3 separate regions of the Mus musculus genome follow, and regions 2 and 3 are each linked to region 1. Evidence: chromatin contacts called from public Hi-C data. All regions are on one chromosome and are shown on one strand. The core of a region is the stretch at or near the end of the contact, and the rest is flanking DNA. Distances in the headings are between cores, read along the strand shown. Region 1 overlaps Mypn (myopalladin). Region 2 overlaps Herc4 (hect domain and RLD 4). Region 3 holds the start of Pbld1 (phenazine biosynthesis-like protein domain containing 1).

What was found. A called contact is a pair of places that touch in the nucleus more often than the background predicts.
Region 2: a contact with region 1 is called in a Hi-C map of liver, with 4 times the contacts expected there. The contact joins two enhancer-like sites. A contact is called at or near these places in 1 of 39 promoter capture datasets (the C10 cell line), 5 of 15 datasets of contacts at CTCF or cohesin (CD8 T cells, the NIH/3T3 cell line, embryonic stem cells and 2 more), 97 of 484 Hi-C or Micro-C datasets (3T3-L1-derived adipocytes, the 63-12 cell line, B cells and 43 more), 15 of 115 datasets of contacts at active chromatin or transcription factors (acute myeloid leukemia, bone marrow-derived dendritic cells, embryonic stem cells and 8 more) and 4 of 9 other capture datasets (adipose tissue, embryonic stem cells, liver and 1 more).
Region 3: a Hi-C map of liver shows a contact between it and region 1, with 1.9 times the contacts expected there. The contact joins the promoter of Pbld1 here to the enhancer-like site in region 1. A contact is called at or near these places in 3 of 39 promoter capture datasets (the 3T3-L1 cell line, embryonic stem cells and liver), 2 of 484 Hi-C or Micro-C datasets (the HL-1 cell line and liver) and 2 of 9 other capture datasets (adipose tissue and pancreatic islet).

What each region holds. Positions count from the first base shown.
Region 1 is chr10:63,154,513-63,157,778 of GRCm38.p6, forward strand. The region is part of intron 6 of Mypn (myopalladin); the gene reads right to left. Among named protein-coding and RNA genes, the nearest start is that of Mypn, 48 kb to the right of the region's middle. Within about 2 kb of position 1,674, at least 40 of the 459 cell types and tissues checked have an H3K27ac peak or open chromatin away from gene starts, as enhancers often do. A contact at or near this core is called in granulosa cells and liver, where this site is marked.
Region 2 is chr10:63,266,367-63,269,632 of GRCm38.p6, forward strand. It overlaps Herc4 (hect domain and RLD 4), which reads left to right. Exons shown (of 25, transcript NM_026101.4): 5 at 3,262-3,266. Among named protein-coding and RNA genes, the nearest start is that of Gm51767, 9.3 kb to the right of the region's middle. Within about 2 kb of position 1,740, at least 3 of the 459 cell types and tissues checked have an H3K27ac peak or open chromatin away from gene starts, as enhancers often do. A contact at or near this core is called in granulosa cells and liver, where this site is marked.
Region 3 is chr10:63,059,862-63,063,127 of GRCm38.p6, forward strand. It overlaps Pbld1 (phenazine biosynthesis-like protein domain containing 1), which reads left to right and starts at 1,728. Exons shown (of 9, transcript NM_026701.3): 1 at 1,728-1,840. The coding sequence starts at 1,757.

The sequences.
Region 1 (3,266 bases), core at 424-2,923:
CTCACAAGCCACTTAGAAATAGTTGCTGAGAGTCAAAGCCATTATTGTTGCAAATTGTAGGGTTTTTTTGTTTGTTTGTTTGTTTGTTTGTTTTGTCTTTTTCTTCCCCGTCTCTGCTACCCCTTGTCTTTTTCTTAAACGTTTATTGGCATCATTTTTTTATTTTTAATTACGTGTATATGTGTATGCTTCTGTAAGTTTATGTGGATGAAGTGGCTTCTGAGGCCAAAAGAAGGCACCAGGGCCTCCTGGAGCTGGAGTTACAAGCTGTGGTGAGCTGCCTGGTGTAGTCCTCTGAACTCTGGTCCTGTAAAGCAGTTCAGACTCTTTACTGCCGAGCCTTTCCTTCAGCCCCACAGCTGAGCCATCTTGCTGGCGCTGTTTTGATTTTGTTTTTTAGAATAAAGTGGCCTTGTTAGGTAGCTGAGGATGACCTTGAACTCTTGATTCTCCCGCCTCCATCTCCTGAGGGCTGAGAATCAGAGGCGTGCACCACTAGGCCTGGTAAATCCAAGGTCTTCTACAAAGTCTCATAAAGAGATGTGTCTACTCACACATAGAGATTAGTTAGGTAAGCCATTAGGGCATGGTGTGGATGATGCTGCTTTAGTCAGGGCAGTAGACCCCAGGCATCCTCTGATGCTGTGATGCTGATGTGGATTATACAATGTGTCTCCCTAAACAGTCGATACAATGTATCTCCCTAAACATTCACATGTTAGAAGCTTCTTCCCTCAGGTGACAGTGTTAAGAGGTAGTGAGACCATCAAGAGGCGACTTGAGAGGTCGTTACTGGCTCCTTTTCTCTTCCTTTCTTTTTTTTTTTTTTCCAAACGAACTTTTATGTATGGTGTTCGCCTGTGTGTGTATGTCTGGAGAGCACAGATCTATGCCTGGTGCTCAGGGAGGCCAGAGGAGGGTGCTGGATCCTCCTCTAGAGCTGGAGCTATGGATGGTTGTGAGCCGTTGTGTGGGAGCTGGAGACAGGGCACAGGTCCTCTGGAAAAGCAGCAAGTGCTCTTAACCACCGAGCCATCTCTCCAGTCCCTTCTTTTTTTCTTTTAAAACCCTGTCTCTCTGCATGATTCTCTTCCTATTCTCCGCCACAAGATCATCACCAGAGCTAAGGCAATACCACTGTTAGACCCTTGAAATGCCAAACCTCTTAGGTACACAAACCTCTTTCCTGTATAAAGGACCCAGCCTTTGGTATTCCATTGTAGGAGCAAAACCCAAACAAATACACACAAGGAGCACAGACTTGGCTGCGTTCATTTCATTTCAGTCAAGCTAAATGAGACAGTCCCCAACTGAGGAAGCCCAAGTTAATCTTTATTGGAAATTATGGATCTGAAATAAAGTCACTATAGTCCAAAGTCCTCATTCCTCTGAGGTCAAAACAATGGTCAAAGTGCAAATCTTCGGTTTGTTTTTGTTTTTGTTTTTTTGTTTTTTGTCACCACAGAGTTTGAGTTCATTCATTACACACCCGACAGTCTGGAGAGTCTCTGTGACCAGGCAGCCCTGAGCCCTTTGTCCCTGCTCTTCCTGAAGATATTCCAAGAATGGAAGCATTTAATGCAGAAGAGATTTGGAAACATGCCTGCTTTGCCCTGCCTGATAGCAGCAGTGCTGTAAATGGGTGTTCCTGCTTAGTGGATCTTGCCTGGCAGGCTCAACGCAAAGATGCCTTCACAAACAGCTTTTCAGCCAGGCATAGTGACACCCTTTAACCCCAGCACTTGGGAGGCAGAGGCAGTTGTATCTCTGTGAGTTTGAGGCCAGCCTGGTCTATGTAGTGAATTCTAGGGCAACCAGAGCTATATAGTGAGACTCTGTTTTTAAAAGCAATCAAACAAACAAGCACCCAGCCAACAAAACAAAACAGTAACAGAAATAGCATCTCTCTTATTGGTTAAAATACATTATCAGTTAGGAGCACTTGTTCTTGCAGAGAACTAAAGCTTGATTCCCAGTATCCACATTGTGACTCACAATTGTCTCTAGCTCCAGTTCTAGGGAGTCTGCTGCCCTCTTCTGGCCTCCTTGGATGCAGGTATGGATGGAGTGCACATACATATATACAGATAAAATACAAAACACTCATCTGCATAAGATAAAATATTTTTACGTATAGCTCCAAGGTTCATGTTGTTATTTATCTTTTTAAATCCAGATGTTTCAGTCTCTTTAGGCATGAAGCACAGAAATGTGTGTAGTGCCTTAGGCTGTAGTTGGTCCAAAAAAAAGAGCTTAGTGATATAAACCAATGGGAGATGTCGAGAGGGCTCAGCAGGCAAAGGTGCTTGCCACTAAGCCTGAGGATATGAGTTTGATTCCAGGACCTACATGGTGGGAGGAGAAAACAGATTCTCATAAGTTGTCCTCTGACTGCCACACTTGTGCTATGACAGTTTGGTTGTCATGGGTGGCCCGGGCTAAGGATGCAGAAAAGTCTCTGGAACTGGTGGGCTGGGAAGAGGGATGGTGAAGCCTTGAGAAATCTGGATCTGGCCACTGGCCCAGTTATTTCAGGGTTTCCTGCCTCTGCTGTTATATAATGTAGGGCTCTTCAAATTCTCCCTTCCCCTGCCCCCTTTCGATCTTCAAGTTACTGCTGAAGCCGCCAGAGCTAGGGCTGAGGCAGCCTTGAAAGCCAGCCAGGGCAGCTGCTGTTGAGTGGGAGGTGACAGGAGCAAGATTCTAATTTGGTCACCTCCCTCCCTCCACACTCAAGACGTGTGAGTGCTGTTCTCTTCCTAAGTAGAGTGAAATGTTTTTGATGTTGCAAAGAGGAGGAGGAAGGGTGGTCTAGCTCCATACACAGAGTGTTTCAAAACACAGGAAGGGTGCTGAGATGGCTCAAAGGGAAAGGGTACTTGTTGCCGAGGCTGAAACCTCAATCCCATCCCTGAAACCTACAGGGTAGAGGGACAGTCCATGCCAAAGAAGTGAATACATGTGAAAAATAGAAACAAGGCATAGAGGGTGGGCTGAGGATGTAACTCTGTTGGTAGAGAGGTTGCCTAGCAGGTACAAAGGCCTGGGTTGAATTCCCAGCAGCTGCATAAAAGCAGGTGTGCTCACGGATACATTGTAACCCTGGTACTCAGCAGGTGGAAGCAAGACCAGGAGTTCAAAGTCGTCCACTGCTACTTAGAGAGTTTGAGGTCAGCCTGAGGCTTTGCCTACACCGACAACAAAGCAGGGGCTAGGGATGTAGCTCAGTGGCAGAGCACTTACCCAGCATTCACAAGCACATGGTC
Region 2 (3,266 bases), core at 490-2,989, 110 kb after region 1:
TGTGTGGAAGTCAGAACAACGTGCAGGACATAGTGCTTCTCCGTCGTGAGTTCCAGGAGTTGAATTCAGATCTTTAGACACGGCAGCAAGTGCTGCAGTACTGAACCATCTAGTTGGCCCATGACTACTTTATTAATCTACTTAGGAGGATGCCCATTTTTGTCTGTTGAAAAACTTTGTACATTTAAACAAAAAAAACAAACAAAAACCAACTCTATTTCTTTATTTCTACTGTGGTACCTATTTTTCTTTCCATTTACTAAAGTTGGGTGCTTTTTGTTTTTGCTTTTCTTGATCTTTGAGATAAGAATGGATGTTTGCAGGGTTTTTTTTTCTTTTTTTTTTTTGGTCTTATTTTAACGTAAGTACTGATTGCTGAAATCTCAGTACAGCTTTCCTGTAGTCCATAGGTTTGCTGTGTTTTTATTTCCCCCCTTTTAAAGAAAATTTTTCCTCTTTTGATCCATTTGATTGTTTAGAACTAAGCTGTTTAATTTTGTATAGTTATTTAGTCTCTAGTTGTTTCTTGCTACTAGTTTCTAGTTTTATTGTATTGTGACTGAAAAAGATAAGATTTTGTAAAAAAAAAAAAAAAAAGAAGATTTTGTCGGGGCTGGTGAGATGGCTCAGTGGGTTAGAGCACCCGACTGCTCTTCCGAAGGTCCTGAGTTCAAATCCCAGCAACCACATGGTGGCTCACAACCATCCGTAACGAGATCTGACTCCCTCTTCTGGAGTGTCTGAAGACAGCTACAATGTACTTACATATAATAAATAAATAAATCTTTTTTAAAAAAAAAAGATTTTGTTTTTTTTTTTTTTTTTTAATTGAGGGGCTAGGGGTAGAGCTTATTTGAGAGATAGTGCTTGTTGCCTTGTTGCAACATGGCACCCGCCCCCCCCCCCCCAAGATCCAATTGCATGTTCTTCTAATCCCAGTACCAGGGTGGTGACAGAAGCTTTAGATGGTCGTCCTCAGATTAATAACAACTTTGAGGACAGCCCAGAATAATAAGTGAGACCTTTATCAAACTAAGAAAAGGGGGAAGATACATTATTGAGAATTGGTTTGTGGCCTACTAGGTAGTTCAGCCATACCCTGGAGAATATTCCACATGCTGTTGTGTAGAAGGTTCTGAGGTTCTGTAGTTGTCTGCTAGGCTAGTTTGGTCTAGGGTACCTTTTGACTTCTGATTTTGTATTGAGTTTTTCTTGGCTATCCTGTCAACTACACAAAGTGGGACATTAGAGTCCTGTGTTACTGTGTTGGAGTTGATCTCACTTAGGTCTAGAATACCTAGAGGACGTGTTTTGCATATTAGGATGCTCAGATGATATTGAATTGTTTTCTGAGTTGACTCTTTAGCACTGCATAGTGCTCCTGCCTCTCTTTACTGCTTTTGACTTAAAGTCCCTTTCATCTGACAGAAGTATGGCTACTGTTTTCTGTTACTTCTCTTTGCCTAGAGTATCTTATTCCATTGCTTCACCTTGCATTTTGTCCTTAGAGGTAAAATGAATTTCTTAGAAGCAGCTCTTAGGATCTAATTGGGGTGGTCCACACCTTCAGTCCCAGCAGTGAAGAGTCTGAGCCAGAATTGTCATTTAGGTGAGCTTGGACCACCAAGTGAGGCTGTCTCAAACAAACCAAAAAGAAGTAGTAGCAGCTGTATGTGTTTGGATTTTGTAATTCACTCAGTTACTCTTCTTGTTTGTTTGAAGAGGGACTGTCCTGGAACTATGTAGGCCAAACTGGCCTTGAACTCAGATCCACTCGCCTTTGCTGAGATTAAAGGCCTGCTCCACCATGCCGAGCTCAGTCACTTTTTTTAACTAGAGAATTTAGTGTGTTGTCATTTAAGATGTTTGTTTAATTTTACAGTGTCTCACTTTGTAGTTCTGACTGGCTTCAAACTCTGTAGACCTTGAAAAATGGTGCATTCACCAAGTGATATTTGGCTGTGACTGTGTTAGGCTTTGGGAGTCCCGTGGATATAGGATATAAGATGAATTCTGCCTTTATAGAGTTCATTGTTTAGCATATGAGACAGACACTAAATGAATATATAGTAGTGATAACTGTATGAAAACAGGAAAACGTGTGGTTCTTTGAGAATTTAGTATTTTGAAATGTTTTATATGAACTTGTAAATTGAAGTTAATAATGAAAAGATGAATGTGGTGTGGGTGGTACCCACCAGCAGGAGCAGTTAATACCAACTTTAGCACAATTAAACACATCCATGTGTTTTTGTTTCTAGCTCTTTTGCATTTATTTTGTTATAGCATTCTGTTATACCGTTAAAAACTTAAGGTACATTAGAACCTGCTAGTTTAAAGCAGCACAACTCTCAGGTTATATATGTGTGTGTGTGTGTGTATATATATATATATATATATATATATACTAAATAAAAGTGTATATTCTTATGCACTGTGGAGTTAGAGCTAACTGCCCCTTTTCCTGCTCACAATAATATTCACTGCAACTGTCTTTGGAAATCATAGGGATCAAAACTCTGTTCAGAATTTGCTCCAGACTTTGAGTTGGCAGAGTCAGGTCAGGTGGCAGTATCAGCTAAAGTCAGATAAGAAAAATTCCTCTTACCTTTCCCTTGAGAAACCTGTATTTAGAAAAGCAGGAGAAGATTGGTCAGGTGAAGGGGAAGTGTGTAAGGTGCTTGGGATGTAGCAGCCAGCCCTCCCCAACTCCCCAGGAACGCATTGTGGCTAGGAAAAGCTGAGAGTGTGATAGCATTACTGATTATTGATTATCATAAATGACATTGATTATCATAAATGCAAATGGACTAAATTTCCCTAGTTGAAACAGGAGTGCCACTGATGTGGCTGTAAGCAGAAGAGTAGGTGGGGGACTAGGATCCATCATTCTGATGTTGGAGATGTGGAAAACACCAGGTTCCAAATAAACTGCCAGGTTTTACACTAAAAATTAAGAAAAGTCTTAGATAATGGAAGAAAATGCTTGAGTGATCAACGCATCCTGAGGGATGTTTATCTATAAGCATGGTTTACCTTGCTTCTATTCTGTCTTTTTAAGTGTTTTCTCAGCATATCTTTTTATACTTGTATATTCTGATTATTGGTTTTAACCTGAAGTTTTGATAATTGGCCGTGACTGAAAGAGACAGCATGCCCTGAAAAGTCAGCAGACAACTAGCCAGTGAGTTGCACATGAGTAGCACGTAAGATCCACTTGTTCCACAGAGGGAATTAAGTCTGCTCTCTTTTCTTTTCTAGAAATA
Region 3 (3,266 bases), core at 478-2,977, 95 kb before region 1:
ACAGGAATACAGTGGAGTTCGTGGGGAGCAGCCAAGAGAGGGAGAAAGGCAGTTTTACTGGGAGAGTTTGACAGAGGCAGACTAAAGAGAGAACAAGCTAGACACAGGTAAAGACAGAATGAGCAAGAGATGGGAATGAGTCAGAAGATTAGAACGGATTGCCAGAGTTAGTTTGACACCAGACAGGGGGGAAAAATCAGAGACTTGAGAAGAAGCCAGATTGAATCAGAGTCAGGTGGGAGAAGAGTTTGAGCCAGAACAGCTGAGTTGAACCAGCCAGCTAGAATTCAGAGAGAACAAGAAAGTTGTGAACTTATTCAGCAGCCAGTCTCAGAGGCTGAAAACATTCTAGGCCTCAATTAGATTGTATGGAAGCTAGAAGCTTCCAGGCCTAGACCTGGGTAAGCAGACTGAGGCAGTAAGCCTCTGAGATGACAATTACAACAGGTGAATAAAAGCTACTTTTACATATCCCAAGGCTGGCCTTGAACTCAAGGCAGGCCTGTTGCAGTCTCCAGATTCCACTGAGCCTGGCTCACAAGCTTGTGAAGCCCACTGCCAGGGGGAGACAGAGCCTAATCCTAGCTATTCAGCAGCCGGGGCAGGAGGCTGAAGACCTGTGTAGGTTCCACAGAGAGGTCACGGCCAACGAGGTCAAGATCCCGGGGCCCACAGATCAGGTAAACAAGATAACCTAGAACATTTACCAGTCACGTGTGAGGCCTGGGCTCCATTCCAGCCTTGCAAAAGGGAACCTGTGTCAAAATAGGAGCTTTGTTTCCTTTCTGTGCTGACTCCTGCTATCTGATAGAACAATGGTGATTTACAATGAAATCTCCAAACAACCGCATAAACAACCTGAAACGCAGTGAGAAGAACGATTCTGCTGTCGATGGAGACACGTCCTCGCAGATGACACTTGACAACAAATCCTCCTGTTTGTCCTCCACGCTCCAGTTGGATGTGAGCCCAGTAATTACTTCTTAAATCACTTTAATAGATATGGTGTGCCAGGGGCTCCTCTAGCAGCTATGTGATTTCAAAAGGGGAAAAGGTAAGTTGGTTGTGGTGGCATGGGACTTTAATCCCAGGACTGGGAAGGCAGAAGTAGGCAGATCTCTGAGCTCAAGGCCAGCCTTAAGATCCAGTTCAATAAAGGCTGCATAGTAAGACCCAGTTTTTGTTTTGTTTTGTTTTTTTAAATTAAGATGTGGTAAGAAGAGGGTGACGTGATGTTTTCTGCCAATGAAAACCCAATGATTGCTTTTTATCAGTCAGATTAATAAGCACAGTAAATGTTCATATACTGTGTAAGTTGGTAAACTTTTATTGCTTTGAGACGGGGTCTCCTGTATCCCAGGCTGGCTTGGAACTCCCTGTGTAGCCGAGGATGGCCTTGAGCCTTTCTGTTCTTGCCTCTGCTTCGTTGCGCTAGGATCACAGATGTGTGCCACCATGCCCTGTGTAAGGGTCGATGGGGAATAGAGCCCGGGCTTTGTGCGTGCCAAGCAAGTGCTTACCTGCCCCTCACTGAGCTACTCTGCAAAGGTCAAAGGACATCCAATACAAATGCTAAAACTTGTTAGAGGATTGGTATCTCTAAAGGTAACCATATTGGCACGGTTGTTTGGCTTTTGGTCTGGGAACCATTAACTGCACGTCTGCACCAGTAAAACTTTAACTTATTTTTCAACAGCTGGAAGTGAAGCGGGCTCCGAGCAGGGCAGGGAGCCCTCAGACAAAGCCAGCGAGGAAAATGAAGCTCCCAATCTTCATAGCAGATGCGTTCACTGCGACAGCTTTCCGGGGCAATCCTGCCGCAGTCTGCCTCCTGGAGCGCGTGAGTACGCGGTTCTCAAGGGCCAAGCCTGAACTTCCAGATGTGTGTAGAGCCCTTGACGTCTGTAAAAGACATGAGGCCGTCCTGCGTGTTTGCCACTTTGGCTTGTGTTCTGTGTCACGTCGCTGATGGCCATGTCTTCAGGTTATGAGGGAATGGCTGTGCCTAGACTGGGTCAGAGCCACAGAGGCTCCCAGGCAGGGAACCTGGCAGCAGCTGGGAGTCGGGGCTCATGCCTGCAGCTCTGGTGTTCCAAAGGAGAAGGCAGGAGATCATGAGTCTGCGGCCAGCCTGGGCTACATAGCAGATCCTAGGTCAGCCTGGACTATGTGAAGAAACTCATCTTACAGAATCAAAAATAAATAAGCAAATAAACATAAAAACGTAGGGGGATGGGTTCCTTCTAGCTGCCAGAGTTTAGTTTTATGACTAGATATGGTCGCAGCTACCTTTGAGTCTTACTTTAGGGACTCTCTCATAGGGGTTGGGAGAAGGTCTAAGGCGGGCTGGCCTTAAGCTCCCTGCGTAGCTCAAGCTCTCTTCAGACCCCATCTGCCTCAACCTCCTTAGTGCCTGCCTGGGTTACAGCTGCCGGCCATCTTTCCTGGCTTTAACCTTTCCTGTTCCTCAGACATTTAGAAGTTCTCTCGAAGGCTGAAGGCTCATTGTTTCAGAGTGGCTACTGCTCTCGCAAAGGACTTATGTTCCATTCTTCACACCCATGTGGGACACTTACAACTGCTTGTGGCTCCAGCTCCCGACGGAGATCTGAGAGATCTGACTGACACTCTCTTCTGACCTCTGAGGTCACTGCAATCATGTGTACAAACCCAAACACACACATACACATACATACACACACAAACCCACACAAACCCAGATACACACACATGCACTTGCACACACACAAACACACAGACATGTCTGCACTCACTTTCTCTCTTCCGATCTCCAAAGGCTCTATGCTCAAGTGTATTGACTGACACACAGACATTCATTCTCTCTCTTAAAATAATTGTCAAAATATATTAAAAATCTCTTTAGGATCAAGAAAATAAGGCACCGGCAAAGAATTAAGGAGAGGCAAGGAATTGATCTCCACTCTGTGGAAAAGTTAGTTTGCCAAAACTCTCCCTTTGTAAATAGCTCTTTTGTGGCTCCCATGCTGGCTCAGCAGGTAAAGGTCCTTGGCGCCAAGCCTGAAGACCAGAGTTCAATTCCTGGGAGCCACAGAGTGGACACAGACAACCTCCTCCTGCCAAGTCATCCCCCGGCCGCACAAGTGTGCCACGGCCCCCAAATAAATGAGTTAGCTGAATTAAAAAAAAAAAAAAAGCCCACATAGTTCTTAGATTACAATGATTGCTAATGAGATTTTTTATTAGAATAATTGCTAAATATACTAATTATAATAATTAACTATCCC